Regions from separate parts of the Mus musculus genome. Here region 2 is linked to region 1. The links are chromatin contacts, called in public Hi-C maps. All regions are on one chromosome and are shown on one strand. The core of a region is the stretch at or near the end of the contact, and the rest is flanking DNA. Distances in the headings are between cores, read along the strand shown.

Region 1 (3,804 bases), core at 832-3,331:
GACCACTTGTTACTCTTGCAGAGGACCCAGGTTCGATTCCCAGCACCCACATGGTGGCTCACAGCCTTCTGTAACTCCAGTGCCAAGGGATCTGACATCCTCTTCTGATGTCTGAAGGCTCCAGGCATGCACGTGATGCACAGATAAACAAAACACTCATGCACATAAAAAAGAAAATTGATAGATCAGGGCTGGGGAGTGGCTCAGTGGTGAAGAGCATTCTCTGTTCTTGCAGAGGACCTGGGTTATACTTCCAGCACCGACATGGTGGCTCACAACCCTATGTAACTCCTATCCCAGGGGATCTGATATCCTCGCCTGGTTTCCTTGGTCATGTCAGACACACAGTTAAGTAAAACACTGGTAATGAAATAAATTAAAAAAAAAAACAAAAAAACAAAAAGGTAAATCTGAAAACAAAACAAACAAAGAAGCCGGTCAGTGAGCCCCTGGAGAACGTGTACCTTTTGCAATAGGACAGTTAAGGTTTCAGAGGACTCCCCAAAGTGGATGGCACCAAGAGAGGAAGGGCTGCTCTCCAAGCAGACCATGACTGGACAGGAATCCCTGTGTTCCCTTACCTCTGGCTTTAGCCCCTCTTCCAACAGAGGCAGCGAGGGGCACGGGTCCTGGATGACACACATGTGCCTTCTTTGCCCCCCCCCCCCGCCCCCTGCTTGGCAGCACATGTTGTCAGGGTCAGTGGGACCCAGGGGTGTGGCAGAGGAGACTGCAGCCCCTGAATGGGAGAAGCTTAACCTCAGAGTCAAAGCCATTCTCTGTTTCCTGTCCGCCTCCCCCACCCCAAACATGGGGGGAGGGAGCGGAGGATGTGGCTCGATTAGTCTAGCACTGAAGTTCAAGGTCATTCTTGCTACGTAGCGAATTTGAGGCCAGCCTGGACTATAGAAGGCTCAGGAGGAGGAGAGAGAAACAGAGCGGGGAGGGAAAGAAGTCAGGGCAGAGAGGACCCGTGGGAATTGACATAGAGCCCTTTTGAGGTCTGTCTTCTCAGAGCTGTGCGTCTGAACTAAATTCCTACACATGCTGCCCTGACAGCTGCTGGTTCTGAGTCGATGCTGAGGTCTGGAGGAAGCACTGAAGAGCTGGGCCCGGGGCTGGAAATCCTGTGCCTTAGACACGCTCAGCCGTAAGCTGGAGCTGTGCAGCTGAGTGGTCATGCGGCCAGGGGAGTGAGACCGAGGAAGTCCCCTGAAGTATGAAAGGGGCCTTCACAGGAAGTACCCATGGCTCTCGCGTGCTGGGCAGGCACTCCGAGCTGAATCATACTCCCAGTCCTCTTTTTATCTTTCTATTGTGAGATAGAGCCTCACTCAGTCGCCCAGGCTGGCCTTAAACACACTATGTGACTTAGGTGGGCCTTTAACCTCTTCCTCTCCTACCTAGGCCTCCTGGTCCCCATCCCTCCTAGAAGACTGTTTCCCTTTGCTAGGAAGAAGGAAGGTGGATGTTTTTGTTGGAACTTGCTTCTGTGTGGACCCTCCTCACTTACAAAATGTCCATGCTGTAGTTCAAGGCAGCCGTCCCACCCTTGTGCTGGTTCCTCCCCTCCAGCCTCAACAGACCAGGCAGGACCCCAGCAAGGCTCAGGCGCCTGCGTAAACCAGGAGATCTAACGTGAGCCTTGAGGCTGAATGTAGCTCAGTGGTTCCGTGCTTGGCAGGCGTGCGTGAGGTCCTGGATTTACACCGTGAATCTTGTGTGGTGTGAGAGCCCAGCAACCCTCCAGTTAGCCCCTAAGGTCCCATGGTAGAGGTAGCCTGAAGAAAGTTTCTACTAGCTCCTGTGGGTCTGTCTCTGTCCTTCCTGCAGTTAGGGAGGCTGCTGTGCAGAAACAAACAGAAAGGCCTCTTGCAATAGTGTACTTACATATAATAATAAATAAATCTTTAAAAAAAAAAAAAAAAAAGCAAATGCTTATGCTTACAGCCACTAGAGGGGGTGGGGTGGGGGGGGGTGGAGCTGACCTTTTGGCTCTCACAGCCTCTGAGCTGTCATAAAACGAGCTGGCGTGGCACTAACAGCCATGGACCTTCATTGTCTTCATCACAGAGGGACGTATTCATCACCCTGAATCATGTCCAGCACAGCCATCCTAATAACATAGCCTGGGCGAGGTCAGGCTGCACTCCAGCCCCTCTCTTGGGACGTCAGACACGGTCCCTCCCAGCCTGTCTAGACAATCCGAGGGCACACTGAGGTGGAGGGACAGAGAATTTAAGATGAGTGCAGAAGTCTCCATGGCCTCCCTTCAGATTTGAGCAGTGCTAAGCAGCTGACAGCGCATTTCATTAACAAGGGAGGCTAATGAGCACCCGGAAGCCAGTGATGGATGCGTTCAGAATTCAAGTGCCGAGCTTTCTGCAGTTTTTTCTTATTTTTCCTCTATCCTTGTGTGTTTTGCGGCATGGTCTCACTCTATAACCCTGGCTGGCCTGGACCAGGCTGGCCTTGAACATGCAGTGTCCCTTGTCTCTGCCCACCAATTTCTGGCATTCCAGGCATGCGCCACCATGCCCAACCAGATTCTTAGGTTTACACTTTAAGCCACTTCTCCCAGGTCTCTGCCACACACACCCCCCAATACACACATTACGATATGCACGGTCTTTCCTGGGTCACCTTTGCCATGCCCAGTAGTCAGAGAGGACAATATAAATAGAAGACTGGTCTATCTTAACTGAGAGTGTGAGTCCATTGGCTGAGTTAGTTAGTTGAGGCAGGTCTCAGAGCATTCTTTGAGCTATAGTACACACCTATAACCCCAACGCTCAAGAGGACTGAAGATTCAGGCCAGCCTGGGCTACATAGTGAGACTCTGCCTCCGGGGGGCGGGGGGGGGGGGGGGGGAAGAACTCACGAATGAATGAGATGTGAGCATGAATAAACAGAGTAAAGTCAGCCCAGGAGCTCTAGCCTTCACCCCGCCCGAGACACAGGCACAGCACGGCCTGCCTGTTGAAGACCACAGCCTCAGGGGAGTCGGCTGTTTAAGATACTCAGAACTCGCTGGAAGCTGTCGTGCTCAAGGCTAGGCCCTGTTGCAGCTGGAAAAGGATCATTAATGACGAACTTGCTAGAACGGAGGCGGGGTGGGGTTAAGCGTACACAGACTGCAGTAGAGACATCAGTGCATGCCTGGGAGAGGTCACCAGCCAATAAGACAGAATGCGGCCTCATTTCTTTGTTTCTTTGTTTTTATTTTTAAACTTTTTCCAATTTTTATTAGGTATTTTCTTCATTTACATTTCAAATGCTATCCCAAAAGTCCCCTATACCCCCACACACACCCTGTTCCCCCACCCACCCACTCCCACTTCTTGGCCCTGGAGTTCCCCTGTACTGAGGCATATAAAGTTTGCAAGACCAAGGGGCCTCTCTTCCCAATGATGGCCAAACATATGCAGCTAGAGAGACAAGCTCTGGGGGTACTGGTTAGTTCGTATTGTTCCACCTATAGGGTTGCAGACCCCTTCAGCTCCTTGGGTACTGTCTTAGTCAGGGTTTCTATTCCTGCACAAACATCATGACCAAGAAGCAAGTTGGGGAGGAAAGGGTTTATTCGGCTTACACTTCCATACTGCTGTTCATCACCAAGGAAGTCAGGACTGGAACTCAAGCAGGTCAGAAAGCAGGAGCCGATGCAGAGGCCATGGAGGGATGTTCTTTACTGGCTTGCCTCCCCTGACTTGCTCAGCCTGCTCTCTTATAGAACCCAAGACTACCAGCCCAGAGATGGTCCCACCCACAAGGGGCCTTTCCCCCTTGATCACTAATTGAGAA
Region 2 (3,804 bases), core at 701-3,200, 370 kb before region 1:
GGGGACTCCTCTTCTGGCTCCCTCAGTCGCCAGACATGTAGTGTGCAGAGACACACACAAAACATTCAGACACATAAAAATAAACAAATAAAAATTCTTTAAAACGTTTTCGAGAGGAAGAGTGGAACCACAGAATAAAAACAAAGGCAGGCAAAAGGAGAGGTGGCTCAGAGCCACGGTGAGCAGGGAGGAGAGAGGGCTGAAACCACAGCACTGGACAGCTATGTTAGACTAGGGGAAGGAATGTCCAGGAGAACGTTAGCCGTACAAACACGCTGCACAGGGCCCCTTTTCTCTCTATTCTTCTTATGGGTCAGATAGTGAATATCATCTGCGTGAGAACTCCAGATCTCAGAATCGAAGCAGGACAGTAAAGTTCCAGCCCAGCCCAGCTCCACACCAACAGCAAATAAATTCAAAAACACAGCCTCGGCCCCCAGGGTCCCTCCCCCCCGCCCCACCTCTAGTCTGTTTGCTAGGAATGATTCTGTGACAGCAAGGACAACTCGTTCCCCTTCGCAAGCTCTGTTACCTCCACAGCTACAGATCTCCTCTGCAGGCTGTCCACCCGCTTTGCTAGGCTGAGCAAGGGGAAGGGGAGGGACTTCACCATACTTGGGTGCCCTTGAGCCAATCCTGGGTTCTGTCTTCAAAGGACCAGCAAGTACAGTCTTAACTCTCTCCTCAGGAGCTGGACAGATTAGATGGAAGCCCACTCTGGTTCTAGGAAACACCTCCAGAAACCCTCCCCGCCCCACATACTGCTAGGGTTCAACCCAGGCACCACCGCTCCCTTCCCTAAACGAAAGAGACCCAGTCCCACTTCAGCCCATACCCACATACCAGCACCCACCCCTGAACACACCGATGCCATTCCGTCACGTCCCTCTGCACACACATACCTGTGTGCATGGCCCCAAAGCCTGGCTGCTCGTAGCCCTTCACACCTGGTAGGCAGCTGCCCTCCACAGTGGCAGCCCACATCTTCTCCAGCTCCCTCTCCTCAGACCCAGTCCCACCCAAGCTGGTGCCCCGCTTTCTGCTCTAGCCCTAGCTGACCAAGAGGCAGGCGCCCCCAACCTGTGAAGGTAGTTCCAGATCCATCCACTCACCCTTCCTAGCTCTGAAAACTGACTGCCCTCCCCTGGCAGGCAGATGGCCCGCCTCCTCGGGGCCAGTTCCCCATCTGTGAACTCTCCTTACTTACTGGGGCTTGTCCCTGAGCAATTTCATTATGTGGCTAGTGAGGATGGCATCAGACTCCCTGTGGCCTCAGGGGACCGCAGCTCCCTGCTTCCTGCCCAGACACACAGTTCTGCTGGGTCTTGCCTCTGCCCTGAGCCTCAGCTCTCCAGACTCAGGGGTACAGAGGCTATGATAACCAGACTGCGCGCTCTGCGCATGCTCTTCCCACTCACCTGGTCTCTCAGCCCAGCTAGAACTCCTGCTCCAGAATGAGTAAGCGTCTCCAGACCTGGAAGAGGAATTCTCACCTTCAGTACTCCTGCTCCTCCCCCCCCCAACCCCCCCTCCCGCCACAGCCCCACCCACCCAGTGGTCCTGAGACGGATGGCCAGACCAGGGAAGGGGGGCTGTAGAAAGTGAAGGGACAAAATACCACAAGCAACAAGAGAGATTGAGAAGTCTATAAGCCTAGATTACACCATCCACCCTCAGGGAACGAAACCTCATGACCCTGTCTCTCTGTCCCCTCAGGGCCCCTCACTCCTGACTAGTGTCTTCCCAGTGGGCACTATCCAGAAGAAGCCCCCAGAACCTTGTTGAACAGCTGCCTCAGGCAGCCCTACCTCCCTGACCTCTCTCCTCCTGCTCCTGGCCCTTCGCCCTTATCCTCACCTCCACCCCAACTACCGGCTCCTTCTTAGGCAAGGTACAGCCCCTCTTACCAGAGCAGTGGGATGGGAGCCACCAACTTTCAGGCTGGACACTGAGGACCTTGGGAGGGGAGCTGGCCTCAGTGACGAGGGCATGGGAGGAGGGTGAATCACAGACTGGAGTTTTCCACCAAGTACCTGCAAAGCTCGAGACCTTCCCAGCCACTGCCTTCTCCTTGGGATTTTCCTAGAGAAGTCTCCAGAGCCTGCATATCCCAGGAAGGCAAATGCAAATAGGATCCAAGGTTCAGCCCACCCACCCAGACCCTTATCATGGTCTCCCAGCCAAGGAAGACTCTGAGCCTCAGTTTCCCGCTTTGGAAAGGTGGATAATGGGTGCTTTTCAAGGTTGCTGTGGAGGGTTAAAGTCAACATGGCTGTGCTGGGAAAATCACAGGTTCTTAAGGACAGTTGTCAGTATTTGTTGCAGGCTCCGGTGGGGGTTCTGGGATCCAGATACTCAGATTCTGCCCAGCACAGCACCACAAACCAAAGACTCCTCCGGAACAGCCTGGCGGCTGTCAAGTGTGCACACCCATGGGGAATGTGTGTGCCCTCAGCAATGATGGGAGGATTTTTCCAAAACAGGGTTCTCTGGGCAAGTCTTCACAGCATGGATACGAAAAAGCCTGTGGCCTCTGGAAACATCAAGATGTTTCTTCAATGCCGAGTGGGATGGAAACAGGGGAAGTTGTGGGGAGAAAGGGAAATTTCCCTTTGTGTGGACTTCCCCTTTATCTGCTAAAAAATGTCTTAACAGTGGAGGGTGTGAAGTGAGATTGGCGGTCTGTAATTTTCCATTGGCACCCCACTCACCATCCCTCAGGTCCCCCCTGGCCTCTGTTGCCCATCAAGGAAAACCAGAATGAGTCTGGCCTTTACAAGCTGGGGACCAGCTCTGGAGGGAAAAGAGTCACGGTCTGCCGCAAGCTGCCCACTTCTCACCCCCGTGCCCAGCTGGCATGGTGCAACCTGCCCTGCCTGCTGGGTCTGCTCTATGCCTGCACGCTGGGCCCACCATCATGACCTCCAGTACAGCAGTTCTCATCCTGTGCATTGTGACCTCTTTGTGGGTCACACATCAGATATCCTGCATATCAGATATCTACATTACGATTGATAACAGCAAAACTACAGTTACGAAGTGGCAATGAAAATAATGTTATGGTTAGGGGCGACCACAACATGAGGAACTGTGTTAAAGGGTCACAGCGTTAGGAAGGTTGAGAGACACACTGCTCTGCTGTTTCTTACACAGGAGATACCAGGGTCTACAAAAAACAAAAGAGCCGGCTTTGGCAGCCCTTCTGCCCAGTGAGTAAAGTCGGATTTTACCTAATCCTTCCATCTCTTTCCCCTGGCTACTTCAGACCCTTGTCTCCCTCTCTTAACATTGGTTCCCCCCCCCCCCAAATCAAGCTTGTCCCAATATTCATTTTCCCCCGCACCCTCCTGTTATCAGACCACTGGAAACTCAAGAAGCCAGAGATTGTGTCTTTGCAAGCATCTGCAAAGTACTGCAAAGAGAGGAAGAGCCACGAGCAGCCATCTTCTTCTGACCCCGTGCATACTCCTAGGTACCTGGCATGAAGCCTATTTTCTGAGCTCCTCGTTCAGGCTGGGTACACTATGTGTTGCCTCCATTAGGAGCCTTGAGGTGTGGATATGAGAAGACTCTGCCTGAGAAGAATTCTGGGGGTGACTAGAAGCAAAACACTTCACCTTGTGACCACATGCAGTAAATGAAGAAGCCGGCACTGGAACCTGTGCCCCTTGGTTCCGAGAGCTCCTTCCTCAGATCAGTTAACAGGTGGGAGTCTCATCTCGTGATTCTCCGCTGCTATTTTAGCATTTAAAATAGTGCTGCCTCCGAGCAGACCTATGGCCTGTATTGGATGGATGGATGGAT

What was found. A called contact is a pair of places that touch in the nucleus more often than the background predicts.
Region 2: a contact with region 1 is called in a Hi-C map of the N1E-115 cell line, with 2.5 times the contacts expected there. The contact joins the promoter of Slc6a12 here to the enhancer-like site in region 1. A contact is called at or near these places in 10 of 39 promoter capture datasets (the 3T3-L1 cell line, 3T3-L1-derived adipocytes, the C10 cell line and 6 more), 5 of 484 Hi-C or Micro-C datasets (B cells, the Ba/F3 cell line, the G1E-ER4 cell line and 1 more) and 1 of 9 other capture datasets (embryonic stem cells).

The regions. Positions count from the first base shown.
Region 1 is chr6:120,975,563-120,979,366 of GRCm38.p6, reverse strand. All of the region lies in intron 20 of Mical3 (microtubule associated monooxygenase, calponin and LIM domain containing 3), which reads left to right. The region is part of intron 1 of Gm43915 (predicted gene, 43915); the gene reads right to left. Among named protein-coding and RNA genes, the nearest start is that of Gm43915, 19 kb to the right of the region's middle. Within about 2 kb of position 2,081, at least 123 of the 459 cell types and tissues checked have an H3K27ac peak or open chromatin away from gene starts, as enhancers often do. A contact at or near this core is called in B cells, the Ba/F3 cell line, the N1E-115 cell line and 3 more, where this site is marked.
Region 2 is chr6:121,340,720-121,344,523 of GRCm38.p6, reverse strand. Slc6a12 (solute carrier family 6 (neurotransmitter transporter, betaine/GABA), member 12) reads right to left here and starts at 1,950. Exons shown (of 16, transcript NM_001381903.1): 1 at 1,908-1,950; 2 at 1,419-1,474.